Linked DNA regions of Mus musculus: region 1 is linked to region 2. The links are chromatin contacts, called in public Micro-C maps. All regions are on one chromosome and are shown on one strand. Each heading gives the region's core, a stretch centred on a gene start, on an enhancer-like site or on the middle of the called end of the contact. The rest is flanking DNA. Distances are from core to core; before and after follow the strand shown. Region 1 holds the start of Skor1 (SKI family transcriptional corepressor 1). Region 2 holds the start of Isl2 (insulin related protein 2 (islet 2)).

Evidence for each region. Hi-C and Micro-C count contacts between places; a contact is called where the count stands out from the background.
Region 1: a Micro-C map of embryonic stem cells shows a contact between it and region 2, with 32 times the contacts expected there. The contact joins the promoter of Skor1 here to the promoter of Isl2 in region 2. A contact is called at or near these places in 5 of 484 Hi-C or Micro-C datasets (cerebellum and embryonic stem cells) and 1 of 115 datasets of contacts at active chromatin or transcription factors (embryonic stem cells).

Annotation. Positions count from the first base shown.
Region 1 is chr9:63,143,101-63,148,818 of GRCm38.p6, reverse strand. It overlaps Skor1 (SKI family transcriptional corepressor 1), which reads left to right and starts at 1,839. Exons shown (of 9, transcript NM_172446.3): 1 at 1,839-2,012; 2 at 2,241-4,437; 3 at 5,423-5,519. The coding sequence starts at 1,906.
Region 2 is chr9:55,539,319-55,544,891 of GRCm38.p6, reverse strand. Isl2 (insulin related protein 2 (islet 2)) reads right to left here and starts at 3,743. Exons shown (of 6, transcript NM_027397.3): 1 at 3,554-3,743; 2 at 2,603-2,792; 3 at 2,233-2,495; 4 at 533-816. The coding sequence starts at 3,611.

The DNA of each region.
Region 1 (5,718 bases), core at 590-3,089, 7.6 Mb before region 2:
CGCCGCAGCGCTTCTTTCGTTGACTTCTCCTTTAGACTCTGTGGCGGTTGTTTCCTATCCTAACAAACGACTCCACAGCCTCGCTGCCACCGCTGCCCACCTCCCGCCTGCTTAACCTCGCTAGGCTCGCCCCTCGAGCCACAGGAGCGGGCCAGGGGGTCCCCATGCCGCCCTGAGCACTGCTCCTTGTCCCTGAGTGCGGCCCTTCGTTGGTGCTTTCTTCTTTGGCCCTCGAAATGCTGTTTCCTTCCTAGGGTCCCTCACTTCTCCGGGCTCCAAGGCCAAAAGCCCTTTGGGAAAACCCCTTGGGGACTCAGGAGCCCCAGCTTCAGGTGGACGCTCCAGGCTCAGGGTGTCCTCTTCACTCTATGCGGGCCCGGTACATTTGCCCAGAAATCCCAGAAGCCATCGTCATTTCCCACAGCTGCGGGCCCCCTTAGCCACCTCCTCAGCCTGTGTGAGAGCCGTCCCTGGGACACCTAGCTCGCCTTGTTGACCCCTCAGCCAGGGAGTTAGCACAGTAGTTTGCTTGCCTCCTAAAATGTTACTGGGGATTTCAGTGACAAGGGAGGATCAACTTGCCTCAGTTTGACTGGAAGAGATGAAACAGATAATAAATAGGTTGATACTTGAACAAGATACAAGATAGATGGGAGAAAGAGCGGTGAGCTGGCAGCGACAGACAGCTCAGGGACAGATAAGATCGACAAATAAGTATCTAAGCAAACAGAGGGAGGGAAAGATACCTGCAGACCAAAGATGCCAGGTTCTTAGCTTTGGAATTCGGATCCCTGTTAGAGTGAAGCTACCCCTCTGAAATGGATTTGCTTTTCCAGCCAAGTTCGGAGGAGGGAGTCCTAGGGACTAGATTGGCGGCAAGAGCGCCTGCCGCCCAGCATTGGGTCCATGGAGCCCTGAGTGTCTGAAGACACGTGAGGTGACTGGGCGACCTAGAAGGCCCTAAACATCAATTCCTGGGTCCTCCACCAGGCTAGACTGTGGATACAGCTTCCTCTCTGCCTTCTCCAGAGATCAAAGCGAGGGACCAGCAGCAACTTTTTAGTGCTTGGAGTTTTACAGTGGCTTCCAAGAGTGGCCAAGATTCCTTCTAGCCCATCTGAGCTGATGTCGGGGCATGAAGGATACTCAAAGAGGAGTCACCCCCACAAAAGGAGCAGCCCAGAGCCTGGGGAGCCTGTGTTGGGTCTGAGTAAGAAAAGCTGTGTGGAAGAGGACAGAAAGCTCAGGGGCATGTTTCCAAAGCTAAAAAGTGACTCCAGAGAAACGCCTGTGAGAACCTCTCTGTCCCAAGCGCTGACAAGAGGGGAGCCGGCTTTAGTCTGGAATGCAGCTAAAAAATGCAGAAAATGTGGTTAGAGACTGCGTGATCCCGGCCTAACTGATGGCTGGCAAGAAAGCGTTTTGTAAACCCAGCTGGACTCTTTCTGCTCAAGGAACACCGGGCTCAAGGAGTCAGAAGAGAAGTACAGGTTTGTGCAAACCGGTACTGTTGTCCCTGGAAGCCGGTCACCACGAAGATAGGTGCATTGGGGGCCACCCGAGGTCGTGGTGCACGCGACAAGCTTTGGAAAGGGTAGGGTTCAGCACCGCGAACAGCAGTGGCCTCCTCCTCTTCCTTCTATCCTCCTCCTTCAACCTCCATCCCTCCCCCTTCTCCCTGCCCCCACCCCTACATCCTGCAGTTTGTGATGGGCAGTGAGTGCCCCTCCTTCGCCTCCCCACCTCTCCCTTCACTGCCCCCGCCCGCACGCGTGCATGCGCGACTGAGCAGAGGGGCCGCTGGTCCCTGAAGTCCGGGCTTCAGGACCCTGGCGGGCAGGGCGAGCTGTGAGGTAGCTGAAGGCACGCAAACCTGAGTGCCGGCTGGAAAGCCTGGATTTGGCTATGGCATTGCTGTGTGGCCTTGGGCAAGTCACTCTCCGTCTCTGGGTCCCACTTCCTTTCCAATCTGAAAACAGGATTGGTTTCCTGGCAGCCGGGGCTTTCCTGAGGTTTCGATTTTCCCTTTTCCTCCCTTAGCCCCCCGGGTGCTTTTGTTTCAGCTCAGAAGCTGGTCTGAATAACAAAAGGGGCCAGTCCGTGGGACGAATGAGCTTGAGCTCCCCACTGCCAAGTAACCCCCTCGCACCCCACACGTTGCGCCCCGCTGGGCGGGCCTGAACCTAGGTAGCGGCGCTAAAAAAATGGCTCATCTGCTCTCTGCTCTCTCTGTTTCGCAGGAGCGGCGGCATGGAGGCTCTCACCACTCAGCTGGGGCCGGGACGCGAGGGCAGCTCCTCTCCCAACTCCAAGCAAGAGCTGCAGCCCTACTCGGGATCCAGCGCCCTTAAACCCAACCAGGTGGGCGAGACGTCGCTGTACGGGGTACCCATCGTGTCGCTGGTCATTGATGGGCAGGAGCGCCTGTGCCTAGCCCAGATCTCCAACACCCTGCTCAAAAACTACAGCTACAATGAGATCCACAACCGCCGCGTGGCCCTGGGCATCACATGCGTGCAATGCACGCCGGTGCAGCTGGAGATACTGCGTCGGGCCGGGGCCATGCCCATCTCCTCTCGCCGCTGTGGTATGATCACAAAACGAGAGGCCGAACGCCTGTGCAAGTCGTTCCTGGGCGAGCACAAGCCCCCCAAACTGCCTGAGAACTTCGCCTTTGACGTGGTGCACGAGTGCGCATGGGGCTCTCGGGGCAGCTTCATCCCTGCCCGTTACAACAGCTCTCGTGCTAAGTGCATCAAGTGCGGCTACTGCAGTATGTATTTCTCTCCCAACAAGTTCATCTTCCATTCGCACCGCACACCCGACGCCAAGTACACTCAGCCCGACGCCGCCAACTTTAACTCGTGGCGTCGGCACCTCAAACTCAGTGACAAGTCGGCCACCGACGAACTGAGCCACGCTTGGGAGGACGTCAAGGCTATGTTTAATGGCGGTACGCGCAAGCGGACCTTCTCCCTGCAAGGGGGCGGCGGAGGCGGCGCTAATAGCGGGTCTGGTGGTGCAGGGAAGGGCGGCGCTGGTGGCGGTGGCGGTCCAGGGTGCGGCTCAGAGATGGCCCCAGGCCCACCGCCCCACAAAAGTCTGCGCTGCGGTGAAGACGAGGCGGCTGGGCCTCCCGGGCCACCTCCACCGCATCCGCAGCGCGCACTTGGCCTGGCGGCGGCAGCTAGTGGCCCTGCAGGACCTGGAGGACCTGGGGGCAGCGCAGGGGTTCGCAGCTACCCGGTGATTCCAGTGCCCAGCAAAGGTTTTGGCCTCTTGCAAAAGCTGCCCCCGCCTCTTTTCCCGCATCCTTACGGTTTCCCCACAGCATTCGGCCTATGTCCCAAAAAGGACGACCCAGTGTTGGTCGCCGGAGAACCCAAGGGAGGCCCTGGCACCGGGAGCAGTGGGGGCGCTGGCACCGCCGCGGGTGCGGGTGGCCCGGGAGCTGGCCACTTGCCCCCAGGAGCAGGGCCCGGCCCTGGTGGCGGCACAATGTTCTGGGGACATCAACCTTCCGGCGCAGCCAAGGACGCAGCGGCGGTAGCTGCCGCAGCTGCCGCCGCCACTGTATACCCGACGTTTCCCATGTTCTGGCCAGCAGCCGGGAGCCTCCCGGTGCCTCCTTACCCGGCCGCTCAGAGCCAAGCTAAGGCCGTAGCGGCCGCGGTGGCTGCGGCTGCTGCTGCAGCGGCGGCGGCGGCTGGCGGGGGCGGTCCTGAGTCTTTGGACGGTGCCGAGCCAGCTAAAGAGGGCAGCCTCGGTACGGAGGAGCGCTGCCCGAGCGCTCTATCCCGCGGGCCCCTGGACGAGGACGGTGCGGACGAGGCGCTGCCACCGTCTCTGGGTCCCCTGCCCCCTCCGCCACCGCCACCTGCTCGCAAAAGCTCCTACGTGTCAGCCTTCCGACCCGTAGTTAAGGATGCAGAGAGCATCGCTAAGCTCTACGGCAGCGCGCGCGAGGCCTATGGCTCCGGACCTGCTCGCGGGCCAGTGCCCGGCACCGGGACCGGAGGGGGCTACGTGAGCCCGGACTTTCTGAGCGAGGGCAGCTCCAGCTATCATTCTGCCTCGCCCGACGTGGACACCGCGGACGAACCGGAGGTGGACGTAGAGTCCAACCGCTTCCCCGACGAGGAGGGAGCCCAGGACGACACCGAGCCCAGGGCACCCAGCACGGGAGGTGGCCCAGACGGCGACCAGCCTGCTGGGCCCCCATCTGTTACATCCTCAGGCGCCGACGGCCCCACAGACTCTGCGGATGGCGATAGTCCTCGCCCTCGCCGCCGCCTTGGGCCACCGCCCGCTATCAGATCCGCATTCGGGGACCTGGTGGCCGATGATGTGGTGCGGAGAACTGAGCGGAGTCCACCAAGCGGCGGCTATGAGCTGCGAGAGCCTTGCGGGCCCCTGGGAGGCCCCGGGGCGGCCAAGGTGAGCCTGGTGCACCTCGCCGGTGGCGCCTCCTCCCTTACGCCATTCTGCCCTCGTACACAGCCGCTGCGGGCCAGGTGTGGGAACTGGGATTCTGTTCTGTTGTGGCGGACGAGCAGCAGGTCCCAGCTGCTCTTCGCAGCCCCAGCCGGGGGCGCGCTGTGGCATTGGGCTCGCTGGGAGGGACGCAGGGCTGAGGGATTCGGAAAATCCGGGGGACTGGCCTGAGAAACAGCGAGTGCGATTTTGGATTTGTTGATGCGGGAGGTGAGGAGAGTTGCAGAGACAGTTAGGCACCCAGAAAGAGAGACAAAGGGTCTGGAGGAAGAAAGAGGTAGAAAGAAAGGGCCTGAGGACCAGAGAAAGAAGCCCTGGAGGCCAGGCCCAACGTGTGTGCCTGCACGCGTAAGGATGACACCCGAGGAACACCATAGTAGCGAGAGAAGAGGGCAGCCTCTTGCCAAGAAGAATCTCTAGATGTACTAACTAGCAGTTTTCTGAGTCTTTTCCAACTCTGGCCTAAGAAACTACACAGCTCTGGGCTGGAAAACCTAAGCTTGCGGGCTCTTTGGTTGTCAGGGACGCGGCAGGAGGGCAAGTCGTGTGTGGCCAGAGCGAAGGATTGGCTGTTTTGAAAGTAGATGCGCATACTTGTCCATTTACGCTGGGTTTATTAAAGCAGAAACCATTGCCCGCGCGAGAAAGCCATCCTTTAGGCTGGCAACGACACAGAGAGGAAAGGTAGCTCTCAGGAAGTGAGCATAGAACGTGGGGGTGGCTTTGGACAGCCGCTGGCTTGAAAGCGGCTTTGTGTTTTAAGTAATTTGTTCCGGAGTACCAAAGATTATCCCAAATCCACTACGGTACGTCATCACTGCGTTCAGGTCTCCAGGGCCCACCAACCTCTGCCACACTCTCGTCCTTCCTGTTGGCCCGCTGGGCAAGGGTGTCCCGCCTAATCGCCTGTCATTTTCGGCCGTCGCAGGTGTATGCGCCTGAAAGGGACGAACACGTGAAGAGTACGGCGGTGGCGGCGGCGCTGGGGCCCGCGGCCTCTTACCTCTGCACCCCAGAGACCCACGGTAATGCCTCCTGAGGTCTCTGGCCCTTTTAATGCAGGAAGTACAGAGAGAACCCAGAGCCAAGGCAGGCCTTTCAAGGAAGGGAGGGGCGGAAAGAGACGGAGAGAAAAGGGGTGATAGAGAAAGGGGAAGAAAAACAATAGAAGAAAAAGAAAACTAAGTGTAAACTCCAAATCTCAGGGTTTGGCTACTTAAAAAT
Region 2 (5,573 bases), core at 2,494-4,993:
TTTGCACCACTTTTGAGCATAGAACCCCAGGTTCTGGAGAGCAAGTTGGGAATTAAATTGTTTTGAGGAGGAGACGCACTCCACTGCACACAACGAATCCCCCATTTCGCAACGGAGATAACCCAGGGCCCACAAACCTGCTACCCAGTTCCCTCCTAGGAGTCAAATACCAGGCCAGAGAAACGGAAGTCCTTTATGCCCTTCCCTAGCCAGGTATGCGAAACGAAACAAAACAAACAAACAAACAAAAACTCAGATCGAGCCCTATCTCTACCCCCCCCCAAAGTACAACCCCGTAGTCCCAACCATGCCACAGGGTCGTCTCTAAGCCGAGGGCCCCTCAACTCTGGGCTGTAACTGGCACAAGGTACCACCAACAACCACCGCAACTTGAACGCCAAGATCAGCCTTTCTCCTAAGGTTCCGGTGCCAAAGTACATAGGGAGTCCAGCTCCGCCTAGTTCCCCAGAAAGAGGCCTTAGAAAGCCGCCGGGGATACCACCCGCCTTCCCGCCCGTCACCAGCACCTCACCGCCTTGTCACTGTGTTGCTGCTGCTGTAGCTGCTTCATGAGAATGGACTTCTTCTTGTCCTTGCAACGCTTGTTCTGAAACCACACGCGGATGACCCGCGGGCTCAAGCCGGTCATCTCTACTAGCTGCTCTTTCATGAGCGCGTCTGGCCGCGGATTGGCGGCGTAGCACGTCCGCAGGGTATGCAGTTGCTTCTCGTTGAGCACAGTCCGTACCCGGGTTGTCTTCTCCGCCTGCTTGTGCACGTGCGTGCGCAGTGAGGGCTGTCGTCCGGACCCAGCGTCTGCAGGGGCCGAGAGACAGAAGGTCGGATGGGCCGCCAGCCATTCTCCCCAAGATTTCGTTTCCCTGACATTCGGTTCGTTTGGCTATTGTTCATCTCCCTCTCCATCCACTCGCCTTACCCAGAGGGAAAATGCTTTTTGTTCTGTCCCTATCTCCCTAGCCCGATTGCCTTGCGGTGATGGAGTTCGGCTCCAGGCCGCTGCCGCTGCCGTACTAGTACACCCTAGGAAAACCCAACTGCGAACAGCCGAACAAGCAAAGCCCTCTGGAAGAAGGTGGAATTTTAGAGGAAGAGGTGGAAATCGAAGTGCGACTCCAGCAAGGGAGGGGGAAAGGAAAAGGACAAGGACTCAGGTCATAGCACAACTCCTAGACTAGGAGACTCTCTTTCTGCTCCTAAGGGATCGCCTAGGCTAGTCTCGCCCTTAGGAACACTCTCGGACTAGGACGATTCAGACTTTGGGCAGCTGAGGCCTTCTGGGCACAGAATGGCTCCTTCCTGGCTACCTGCCTTGGGGCTTCGGTCTGAGATTCTCTGGGTTCTGGGTCCCCTCAGCCCAGTGTCTGCTGCTTTTCACACCCACCTCGAACAGCCTCAAGCCTACATTTCAAAACAAAGAGGAGTCCCTGGGCGAACTCAGCTTGGGTTCATTCAACACCAACTCCATTCTGTTTTACTTTCAACCCGGTCTACACACCCTGGATTTTAGCTGCATTGTTTACATTAAAGTCCCCTCTAGGCATTACTAGTTCTGGGTAAACATTTACAAATAGCCCACCAAGACCAATCCCCTCCTTCTACAGTGTGGAAATGGAGTTACAGAGAGGAAGAAATCCCTGGTGCCACACAGAGGGCCTGGTCTACCTCGATCTGAGTAGCAGATCCCCTGGCTTCCTGGAACTGGGGTCTCCTGTCGCACCCTCTCCACCTGCTTCTTGTCAACACTTATTTCCCAGTCTGAGCAACTCCTGGCCAGAGCACCTATCATCCTAGGAGGGTTTTAACCAATAAACTCCCTGAACCTTTCTTTATGCTAGCCGGACATCAAAACAAGAACACAGGCCCCTCTTCTGCGCCGCTGGCCTTCTTCCCTTGGCTCCGGGTGGGATGGATACCTTTTCTCCCTGTTCATCAAAGGAATTCTAAACACAACCCAGACAGGCAGCACCTAGGATTCCGGGTCCTCCACTCTCCCGATCCTACATGGTCCGGGCCACGGAGAACACAACTCCCGAGGCTCTCACGCTCACATACATACAATTCCCCCCGACCCCCGCACTCGCAGACACATAGCAGGGTTCCCAGCGCACGCAGCCTTTCACACCGGCTTCCCGTCGGAAGCTCAGCTGTCGGCTACACAGTCGTACATCCTACTGACGCGGCGCAGCGCTGCGGGCCGGGAGAGAGGCTTACCTGGCAGATGCAGGCCGCGGGCGCCGGGGAGCGGGCCGGGGCTGCGCGGGCTGCCAGCCGCAGCGCGCTCCAGCAGGAGGCCGTGGTCAGCTCGGCAGAGCAGCTCATGCTCCCGCAGCGAGAACTCGTCTCCAGGGAGCAGCTGGCGGCTGCACACGGAGCAGCGGAAGCACTCGATGTGGTACACGCTGTCCCGCGCCCGCATCACCAGGTCACTGCTGCTGAAGCCCACCTGGCACTGGGCACACTTGATGCCGAACAGCCTGCGGGCCCGGGTGCGGCGGGCGTCAGCGCAGGGACCCGAGCCCAGGACGCGCAGCCGTGTCCCCCCCAGCCCAAGGGGGCCGAACCCCGGGTCCCGCCGGCTCACCTGACGTAGTCCCGCTTGCAGTAGGTTTTCCCGTCTCTCACGAAGCACGTGCACGTCTCGTCCAGGTACTGGCTGCACTCCGCGCACTTGAGGCAGGCGGCGTGCCACTCGAGGTCGGGCGACACGCGAAGGATAAACTGGTCGTGGATCTGACTCCCGCAGCCCACGCACATGGCCGTCCCGGGCTTCTCTAGCAGGGAAGGGCGCAGGGCCCGCGTCAGGCCCGGTACAGGACCCGGCCGGCCTTGGCCGCTGCAGCAGCCCCAACCCAACCCGCCCTCCCTTGCTTGATCTCCCGCTCTAAAAGTGAGACCACTTTCGAATGATCCAGAAAGTAGGAAACGAAAACAACACAATCTCCTGATATTTCCATTATCACCGTCTTTGAACGCGGACGTAGTATCGGTTCAGCTAGAGACAGAGCTAACGGGAGGCAGACGACAGCACGGTGACACTGGGGAGCTACGGACGCCTCCGTGTCCACACTGTCAGCCAAGCCCGGATTTCCGCCCGCTCCCGCTCACAGCGACTCCCTATTTCAACGCAGACACCGCAGCATTCAGCCCTGTCCCCTCTTAGCTTCTTCGACAGTTCTTAGTTTAAACACCTCAGATCAAGCTACTGAAACCTCTCTACCTTCCTAAGGCAGAGAAGAAACCCATTTCTCTAAATCAAACCTAATTGTCCTAGCAGAAAAGAAAAAGAATTTCACAGCCTGAGGTCATTCCAGCCAACTTGGGAAATAATGTCTAATTGCAAAATAAAATAGTAGGATTCCAACGAATAAACAGTGTTATGGGCGAAATGCACTGCTTGTTTGTTTGTTTTTTTTTATTCTCCCAAGTATTTTGTCAAATAAAAGCCACTTGTAGAATCCGCTAAACATTCTTCTGCATTGGAAATGTTGCATATCAAGCACACATACACACCCACACACAGAGAAAGACTTACTCTTGGAATGATCCCCCATAGCACCCAGAAAAGGATAATGAAAAATAATATCCACCATGCAGAGAGAGATGTGAGCAAAGCTTGCGGCCGGGGACAGAAGGACCAGGGTCGAGCGCCCAGCCTCTGCTCTTTGCTAACTAACTCCTGCCCCGCGGAGTTGAAGGAGCGATTCCGCACCGGCCCGCACGCAGCATGACGTCAGCACGCACTCGCCCGGGGCCCGAGCTGGAGGCGGGACCTGTAGCGTCACCCAGCTCTCCCACCGCCCTGGGGCTTGCTCGGGAGATGATGGGGACCCGGAGGGTGGGCTGGGGTAGACACGGAGGCGCAGGGAGATTGGCTGGGAGGAAGTGGGAAAGCTCTGATTGGTTCGGAGTGAACAATGGAGCGCAGCCCCCTCCCCCGAAACCTTCCTAGATCCTCTCTGCAGCCCCGGGTCCCGCAATCCCTTGGAAGCCGCATCTCCACCCCGCGGGCTCTGCCGCAGCGCCGCGCTTTCTTCGGACTTGTAGGGCGTTTGCCTAGCAAGGCAATAGTCTTCTGGGAATAGATGAGAGTCGTCTCCCCCTTAAAAGTGTTTTTCTTTTATAATTTTTAAATTAAAAATTCCTCCTGGGGACGACAGACCTTGAGGGAGAAAAGAGGATTCGCTGTTTCGGGACCATCACTGGTCCAGCCGGCCACCTTTCTCCCTGGTGGGCCTGAGCCTTTGTTCGGCGGGGTCCAAGTTAGGGAGAACGGGTAGGAAATGAGCACCTGGGTTTGGATAAACTCTATGCGGACTTTCCCACCCGCGCCGCCTGTAGAAAACTCGATGTTGCAGGTGGGTAAGCCAAAAGGAATCCAGAGACTTAGAGCCACAGTCCTCCCACCCACCCTGGCCTAGGCACTTTTCCTCCCTCCTACTTTTTGCTCTTTTGGTTAAATTGATGCTGACTCCCACCCTCTCCTTTCTCCTCTCAGCTGCATAGAGCCTAAAAACAGTGCTGTGATGTGTCACTCATACAGTAAAAGATTTTTACGAACTCTCTGATTTTGGGTTACACAAACCAATTACAACACAACTAATCAGAAACAAATGTGGGACACGGGGTAATTTACCGTCTTCCCGGTGGCTTTTTAATCCTAGAAAAATCTGCGATTTCTAAGACTCGGGATTTTTTTAAACAAAAATCGTTGTGAATTTTGTTTCAAAGGGTTGAAAGACAAATCGATGAGGTACAAACAGTGTTTATCCAACGGTGGTCTGTTGGTCCCTCACTCCCATTCTGAAAGGACACCAAAAACTTGATACCTCTCTAAGTGGGGCGCGGGTGGGCTTCTGGGATAAAGTATCTCGACCAAAAGCTATGTCCGGACTTGGATCCCGCAGGCCTCGCTGCCCGAGATCTATCTAATTCAGGCGCGGCGGTCCAACTGCTAAGAGCCGAAGCTGCTGGGCTGGGAAATGGTTGCAGTCAAGAGCGTCGGCACAGGTTCTGCAGAAAGTCGGGGTTAGAAAGGCTGCTCGGAGATGCCCCAGCGCTGGAAACAGTCTGGCACCTCGCTCCACAGCCGGATTCCTGTAGCTTTTGACCCCGCCTCCACCTTTAGAGCGCTAGTGTTCTCTGGACCCAGAGTTTTGCCACAGCCTACAACCCGCTTGACAACAGGCCGACCCTTCCCCATCTTTCCTACTAGCGCCCCAGCCGCTCTGGCTCTGGGGCTGGTTAAGTTTGCATGACTGTATCTCTGCTGGTAAACCACAAACCATGAAGTAAAGGGTCCTGCATCAGCGCTGGTCTCTGTGACTTTGGGTGTTTCATTTCTTCTTCCTCCCTCACTTTTCCTCATCTGTGAAATGGGTTGTACTTAGAACAGCTGTCTTTGCTTTGTTAAAAAAAATTAAACTAATCGCAGGGAAAGCCTTAGAATCCTACCTCATCGTGCTCAGTGTCTGGTATCTACAGTAACCATAGTGGTTCTCTCTGTTGGGACCCTATACACTTGGGAGTGTGCCTTTTCTGGAAAGGTATCTGTG